2 separate regions of the Gasterosteus aculeatus genome follow, and region 1 is linked to region 2. Evidence: chromatin contacts called from public Hi-C data. All regions are on one chromosome and are shown on one strand. The core of a region is the stretch at or near the end of the contact, and the rest is flanking DNA. Distances in the headings are between cores, read along the strand shown.

Region 1 (4,469 bases), core at 1,131-3,630, 37 kb before region 2:
ACAAAGTTATCCAGAGACCCCACTATCCACTTCCCACTCTAGATGATGTCACACCAAGACTAGCCAGAGCACAGTACTAGACGCTAGATCTGGATACTGGACGAGAAAACTCAGCCAGGAATCATCCATGCTGACCACCTTCAACACCATCTACGGCAGATACCGGTTCAAGAGGCTCCTGTTCGGAATTGTTTCTGCACAGGATGAGTTCCCGAGGAGAGTTGATGAGGCCTACGAGGGGCTTCATGGTGTCGCAGCCATCGTGGATGACATTTTGGTATATGGCCGCACAAAAGATGAGCACGATGCCAACCTGCGGAGAGAGGAATAAAGCTCAACAAAGACAAAAGCATCATATGCGTCTTTGAGGTGAGCTATTTTGGACATAAATTGACACGAGAAGGCCTTAAGCCTGACCCTAACAAGATCAAGGCAATTAAAGAAATGGCTCCCCCACGCAGCAAAGCAGAGCTGGAAACCAGACTGGGCATGGTCACCAACCTTTCCAAGTTCGCACCCAGACTTTCAGAGACAATTGCCCCGCTCAGACAACTGCTAAAAGAAAACAGTGAATTCATGTGGGACTCAAATCAGGATGCTGCATTCCACCAGATAAAAGACCTGATAACACAAGAGCCTGGCCCGGTGCTCACGTATTTCGACCACGCCAAAGAGGTGAGACTACAGGTCGATGCATCAAAATGTGGCTTAGGAGCAGTTTTGCTTCAGGGAGAGAAACTAGTCGCACTCGCATTAAAGACACTAAATGAGACAGAGGAAAATTATGCTCAGATTGAGAAGGAGCTCTACGCAGTGCTCTTTGGATGCAGACGTTTTCATCAGTATCTGTACGGACGACAGGTGATCGTCGAGTCAGACCACAAACCGCTGGAGTCAATCATGCGGAAACGCTTCGCAGCCGCACCGCCGCGCTTAGAACGCATGATACTGCAACTACAAAGGTACGACATCACCTGGAAGCCTGGAAAGCAAATCCCTGTCACAGACACGCTGTCCAGAAAGCCAATAGAGTGTCTTGACAACTCTTTGAGTGAAGGCATGGATTTACAAATCCGCACAGTGATCAGCAGTGCACCAGTGAATGATCGGAAAATGGCAGAAATCAAAGCTGCCACAGCACAAGATGAGCAACTGTCAATGTTGAGACAAGTTATCCGAGCAGGATGGCCTGAGTCAAACAGAAGGTGTCCGCTTGCCGTCTCTGAGTATTGGAACCATCTGGACGAGATATCAGAGACAACGGAATCCTCCTCAAAGGTGAGAAGATCATTGTACCACACTCACTCAGAGCTGAAATGTTCTCACGTATACACACAGGACACTTGGGGATGGAAAAGTGTAAGCAGCAAGCAAGAGACTTACTGTTCTGGCCCGGGATGTGCAAACAGATAGAGGCACTAGTAGGATCTTGCAGCATCTGCCTCGAGCGACGCAGCTCCAACACAAAGGAACCAATGCTCTCGCATCCTATCCCGGAACGACCCTGGCAAACAGTAGCCACAAATTTGTTCACCTGGCACAGTAGTGACTACATAGTTGTCGTAGACTACTATAGCAGGTACTTTGAGGTAGAAAAAATCAGCAGCCTCACATCCGCAACTGTCATCAAAAAGCTGAAATCCATGTTCGCCAGATTTGGAATACCCCAGACAGTAATCAGTGACAACGGACCTTGTTACATTTCACAAGAGTTCAGAGGTTTTGCTCCCGCTTGGGACTGAGTAACGGTTTGGCTGAAAAGACTGTTCAGACCGTCAAAGCCCTCATGGACAAAGCACACGCACAGCAGACAGATCCGTAGCTCAGCTTACTTGAATACAGGAACACACCAGTTGATGGACTGAAGTCACCAGCACAGCTGCTAATGAGCAGGAAAACAACTGCAACCTGAACTTGTCAGCCGCAGCGCAGTTCTCAGCAGAAGGCAACTGTGTCAACAGAGACAGAAACAATACTACGACAGGAATGCTAGGACACTTCCGGCACTACCAGAAGGAGCCACGGTCCGTTTCAGCTTCCCACAGGGACATAGGAACCTGCCCAAGTCATCAAGCCCGCAGGTACCCGGAGGTCCTACAACATTCACACTGATGGAGGTCACATGCTCAGGCGTAATCGGCGTCACCTCCTGCAGACGTGTGAAAGTGTCGCAGACCAGGTACTTCCAACAAACAACCACCAGATGGAGTCTGAAGAAACAGAGCATCAAGCAGCACAGCAGGACCCTGCAGGTCACACAGGTTCACAACAACCACTAGACTGCACTACCACTAGATCAGGCCGTATAGTGAAGCCTGGAGACATATTGGACCTGTGATACCCAACAGGAGAAGAACTGAAGGATATGTTCATGAGAAATTAAAAAAAAAATGTTTACGTTTGAAATACTTGAAGTGCCGTTTAGCATCAAACTGTTAATACTTGATAACTGATGATTGTCTTCATATTTTTCTTCAGTAATACAATGTTCATGTAGATTTGGCACATAGAAACCTATATGCAATTCTTAAATGTTTAGGTGAGCAATGTTCCTAACCCGTTTGGCAGCTATAGCCATCTCTTGTTTCAAAGAAAGGGGGATGTAGTATCTTGGATACTTCCGGTTCAAATGTCTGTCATGTTGTGATGAGATCATCAAGGTGCGCCTTTATGCGCAGAAGTAAATATGCACTAATAAAGATGGACGCATACAGCGCTGACTAAAAGAAACTCACTGGTATGTGTCGTACTTAGACAATTAAATGTCAGTACACGCACACGAATATTACACGTTCGCTATTAAAATGCTCTCAATACTGGCACACTACTGAGATGCTCTTACATTTACTAGTGAGATGTGAGTACGCGTAAGAGCATCTCGCTCCTGAATGTAAGAGCATCTCACTAGCATACGGAAGGCATCTCAGTTACACTGGAAGGCGGAGGCAAAGAGAGAAGATTTTGAACAGGGTCGTCGTGGCGCAGGGGGTTAGAGAAGGTGTGCTGGGAAGCACAAAGTTGGTGTTTCGATTCCAGGCTGCCCCATGTTCCATGTCGAGGTGTCCCTGAGCAAGACACCTAACCCCTAATTGCTCCCCGGGCAAAAATGTGAAAAAGCCATGGGTTTAAAGTGTAATGTAAGTCTCTTTGGATAAAAGCGTCTGCTAAATGACATGTAATGTAATGTAACAGCGAAAAGCCTCAATCTTATGCCCTTTCTTAATATGCTTCTAAGTCCGGACTCGCCCGTTCTTGTGTAGGTCCAAGTTTATAAATACTAACTTATTCAAGTGAATGTAATTTTAGGACTTTATCAGAAGAGAAGTTAGCTTTGTCTAATTCTAAATGTCTTTCTACAATTATTATGCATACAGAACAAACTGTAAAGACTGGACAAAAAAGATCCTGGCAACAGATAGAGATAAAATAAAATATAAAAACATTTTGCAGGCTGGTAAATGCCCTAACAGTTTGCAAATGGTATGTAGAAATTACCTACAAGATGCCTGCTCACATAATTTATCTAAACTGATTTTAGCAATTAAGAAGAAGGCTCATCTGTCTAGCAAGGGGTGTGCACCATGCAGGCTTCACCCCTTGTTTTAAACCAAGGAAGGCCTGTGATGGAAGGGATTCAAGGTGGGACAGCTACTGACTGTTCCACCTTCAGAAACTGCCCTCTCATACATTTTCCAGTACTGCACATCAAAACAAAATCACCCATTTATACAGGCATATCTGAAAATCCTCTTTGATGCAACACATTCTTCTGTGGCCAGGGAAGGTAATAAAGATGTATGCCAAGGACTTCAGTGCCAAACACACACTTCTGACAGTACAGAAAATACTGCCTTTATTTACAAGTTCAGCATATAAAAACATGCCGTTTGCAATAAAGCGCAGTGCCTGTCAGGGATTGCGGGGGAGGTAGGACTCAGACGCAGAGTTCAAAAACAAAAGGGACTTTAATTGTCAAAAAGGTTAAAGCAAAAGGCCAAGGGGCAAAACGGGAGACAGGAACTGCGAACGACGAGAGACAAGGACATGCGTGGCGAAAGACAATGACGCGACAAGTGACAACAGACACACATGGCTTAAATACACTAGGGAGGTGCAGGTGATTGGACACAGGTGGAAACTATTAGACGATCACAGGGGATGACATGACAAAGCAGGAAGTGAAGTTACCCGGGGACACGAGTGGCAGAAAACTACAAAATATAACATGAAGTGAACCACACCGTGACAGTGCCATACAGACCATCTGTGGGATGGTGAGAGCATGGTTTCGACTGTCCGGTGCTGAATTTTGGGACACAGCAGTCCCCACAAATAACGGATTCCATCTCCAGTAAATCTATACCTCTTATGCAGGTACTCGTCGGCAAAAGCTTAAGGGTGCAATCTGTTCTGAAACGTCTGAAAGCACGTCTCAATTTCAGTGCTTCTTCATCCAAAACGTGGTTCAG
Region 2 (4,069 bases), core at 764-3,263:
TCTCATTGTTTAAAACACCCATTGCTAGTGCATCTTTAGTAGTGTTTTTTTACACAGAGTATGTGAGCCCTTAAACTTAGGCAGGTAGCTTAAGACGGATTGCTGCATTAATGTGTGACATTTTACAATGCACCGCTATAACCTGGCAGTCTATTCAAGCTTTTGAAAATGCCCAGCTCTTCTTCCTCTGCTGCTGCTGCAGCTGCTTCTTCTTTGTTGTGTAAGCATCTGCACATCCATTGTTGCTGCTAATCTTTAATCAGCGTCATCATCCCTGCATCCACGAGAATACCCTGACATTCACTACACTTGTCAAGATGGCTTGGTTTTTCTTGTTTTGTTTTTCTTTCTTCTTCCTGCCCCTCGTGTTCCTGGATTAACTTCACTTCTTCCCTTTTGATCCCTGGTCATGCGTTGGGGTCCTACTTCAATTTAAAACTTGACAGAGCAATCCCTAAGTCAAGAATCAAGAAGGAGTAACCGCAGAAGTGACGAGGGACACTGGGGAGGTGAAGGTGATTGGACATGAAACGATGGGAAGTGAAGTTAAACCAGGAACACGAGTGGCAGAAAGAATACAAGATAAAACAGGAAAAACCCAAACACCTTAAATACTGCCATGCAGTTTTCTACTATATATATATATATATATATATATATATATATATATATATATATATATGACTAACTGAACATAGTGTGTGTGACTAACTGAACATAATTTGCATAAACCAAACAAATGAAGGTCACAAGAATAAGTTACACAAGAAAAGAGACACACCTCAAGCAGGCATCTAACTGAAAATGCTTAAGAGGAATTCCGGATCTGTTACCTGAGAATATAACATCTTTTCTTCATGGTTTAAAACACTTGTCAGTTTTCTACTGTGGATATCAAGACGTGTACAGACAAATCCTGCAAGAAACGAATTGACAAGATGATAAAACATGTTACCGCGGGTGTCATTTTAGTGTATTGAGACAATTAAATCTGACAGTTTACATGACAAAGTCATAAAACATCGTACCATCTTTTCTTTAATGGTTTAGGTACAAGCAAATCTGAACAGACAACCTGTCTCATTGAGACAAAGGTTGTGATCTTTTGAGCTCATAGACTGCCGCACTGACAACTCACCCGTTGTTTACGCAAATTGTGTTAATGTGTTGTGGGCCAGGTCCTTGAATTCAGATGTTAGACTGCTGAGACAATGGAAATACTCAGCACTATTAAAATAAATCTCCATAAAGAATAGAAAATATACAATTAATGATAATACTGAATAAATAAAAGAGCAGTTTGTGGATAATTTGCAGATTAATAAAAAATGTTTCAACAAAGATTACCTCTATTGAGGGCTTAACAGTCTTTAATTTGCCTACAAGCAGTTGGGTGCAGAGGTAAGAAAACCACTTCCTTTATGTTCTTTAGTCATTGGGTGTGTACTTTGTACTCTAGCATACTTTACAGTGATGTATTGAATAGATTACAGGTAAAAGTGCAACCTGTTTGAAGCCATTCACTCTGGTTTAGACTGAGGAATGTGATGCTCATCTATCAGCCACAGTGCTGCAGCCAAGGTACTTTCAATGTCTTGTACAACCCATATCTAACATTAATTGATCTGGTAATGCTATGGATGTATGTGTACATATGCTATATATATTTATTAGAGCCTTTTCTTTCTTCTGTACTTTCTCCTTCTAAAAGTTTTTTTTTTTTTATAAGTCCAGATTTGGAAAAGTTTTCTTCAACACAGTGTCCTTCAGCGTTGACATTTCAGCCTGCTGCAACAAGAACAGTGCACGTTATTTCAGCTGGACAGCAGAGACGGGAAGGCTGAAGGTGCATCTCCTCGAGGCATTATGGACAACTAGCAATGAATTGAAATGTGTTTAATCAATCAATGCATTTTATGAATGAATGAATGAAAAAAAAGATTCTGAATCCAGCTATTTGTTTGTTTCTACTGTAACCAACAGACTGCAGCAGCATATGGGTGTGTGCTACTAAAGCAATAAGGTACGAGAGGCTGTACATTATCATCCAATAATGGAACAGTTCGGGGGCGTGGTTAAGGCTGGCGAATGCCTCTGCGTCTGCGTCATTACGCACAGTCGTGTCGATGCACTCGTTTCAATTCATGGTTCAAAAAGGCTTGTGCGTGTTGCAAGGCAATTCATCGCCAGAACCAGGGCTGTAGTGGAGGGTAAACGCACGTAAACGCCGTTTACGCACCTCTAGAATTTTGGAAATAGCGTTTACGCACCTATAAATAGCGTTTACGCACCTCAAAGTTCCCTGCGCCTTGTATTCTTCCGTTGGAATAATCCGAAATAAACTTGGTGTAATTTTAAAACAGCTAAGACTACGTTTCCTATTGTTGAACATATAAACGCTGTAGTCTGAATCATTTCCATCTGCGCTGTATTACGGTCTGTGAGCATCCAATCAGTGCCTTGCGGCTGCAGCAGCGACACCAATCAGGATCCAGGAGGTGTAAACACACGTTGTGGATCAGCCCAGTGGTCCCCAACCTTTCTTACCTCACGGACCGGTTTCATGTCAGACAATATTTCGCGGACCGGTCGAGAAGGTCCGACGGGGGGGGTGGTAGTAGTCGTTGCGGGCGGAACGACCGACGGGGGGGGTGTAGTAGTCGCGCGCTCTGTGTTCGCTGGTCGTGCACAAGAAAAACGCCTGATGACGTGTAGATTAGAAAACAAGTCAGTTCTCAATGTGAAAAAAACATGCTGTATAGGCTATTTATGATGACATAGGTAGTACATGAGTGTTCCTTTAACATATGTTGTCAGTTTAATTGACAGGCTGCATAACAGGTTAACTCTTAAAATCCAACATATTTTTTCAGGCAGTGATAGGACAGGCAATGATGCAGAGAGCACATGGAGAGGAGAAACACCAGGTCCAATAGAGAGAGGAGAAGCACAGAGGAGAACACGCGTTCTGGGGTTCATGGCTCCTCTGTGCAAGGCAGGACCTGACGTGGAGGACAAGGAGGCCCTCAGGGCACTACTGTAAAAAGTAGACTCCGTATGTAGATAGTTCTTAATATGCAATTGTCTTGTTGTGTTGTGTTGACATACTTTTCTTTACTGTTTTCTTAAATTTAATAAACTACAAACTACTAACCCATTTATTCATTGTCATTGATTGTATATGACTTTTACTGATAACATAATGCAATATAGCCAGGACAGCCTTACAGAGTCGCGATGCTTTGTGTTGCGTTGCTTCGCATCGCGTCGAGGTCTGTATGATCACAAAATTCAGAGTTTACCCACCTCTAATTTTACCACTACAGCACTGGCCAGAACAATAGGTAGAGTAATATTTTTTGCCGAAGATGACCTAGAGAGTGTCATGGAAGTCGTTTATTTATTTATTTATCACAGACTTTTTTTGCCCCCTGCATCGCCACTGCTGCTTTTCATTGTCTTTCATTGACAAAAATTCTTCAATCTGATTTTTTCTCTCGCAAAAAATCTTCGTTTTACTAATGGCGGCATTGTGCTATGAAACCGGAAATGTGAGACTGAAAGGAAGTAGTTAGCGGACCAATCACAGCCTTGCGGGCTGCGAGAGGCTTGCCTAGCTTTTGACGCAAAAAATGGGTCGACGCACGCAAGGAGGGGTGAAAAGGCATGCAAGTGACATGCAAAAGCTTTAGGGCCGACGCGAAGCAGTTACATTATTGAAGATAAATTACTGCCTCAAGTATCTTATTCCTTTTGTGATACGGTTACCAGCGAAATTATAATTAGTAAGTAAATAGCTGCCTCTCAGCAAAAAATAGTATTACCCACCAAACCTTGTGTAGCACATTTCAGTAGTCTAGAGAAAAAATAGTCCCCGTACATGCACGTAAACAGCATTGGGTCCCGCACCATCTCATTCATTCACATCGGTCATGACGTCCACCCTAATTGTCCGGTTGCGAAAGCTCGCATTGCGCAAAACCGATCATTTGTGGGATTTTTGGGGGTTTTCGGCAATCACCGCCGAGCTAAAAGCTAAAATGTAGCGCAAAAGCTAACCTGTTACTTT

The links. Hi-C and Micro-C count contacts between places; a contact is called where the count stands out from the background.
Region 1: a contact with region 2 is called in a Hi-C map of skeletal muscle, with 1.9 times the contacts expected there. The contact joins two enhancer-like sites. A contact is called at or near these places in 3 of 6 Hi-C or Micro-C datasets (skeletal muscle, tail fin and whole body).

Annotation. Positions count from the first base shown.
Region 1 is chr17:14,000,347-14,004,815 of fGasAcu3.hap1.1, reverse strand. No RefSeq gene overlaps it. Among protein-coding and RNA genes, the nearest start is that of LOC120835728, 11 kb to the left of the region's middle. Within about 2 kb of position 2,380, at least 1 of the 9 cell types and tissues checked has open chromatin away from gene starts, as enhancers often do.
Region 2 is chr17:13,963,270-13,967,338 of fGasAcu3.hap1.1, reverse strand. No RefSeq gene overlaps it. Among protein-coding and RNA genes, the nearest start is that of LOC120835432, 9.4 kb to the left of the region's middle. Within about 2 kb of position 2,013, at least 3 of the 9 cell types and tissues checked have open chromatin away from gene starts, as enhancers often do.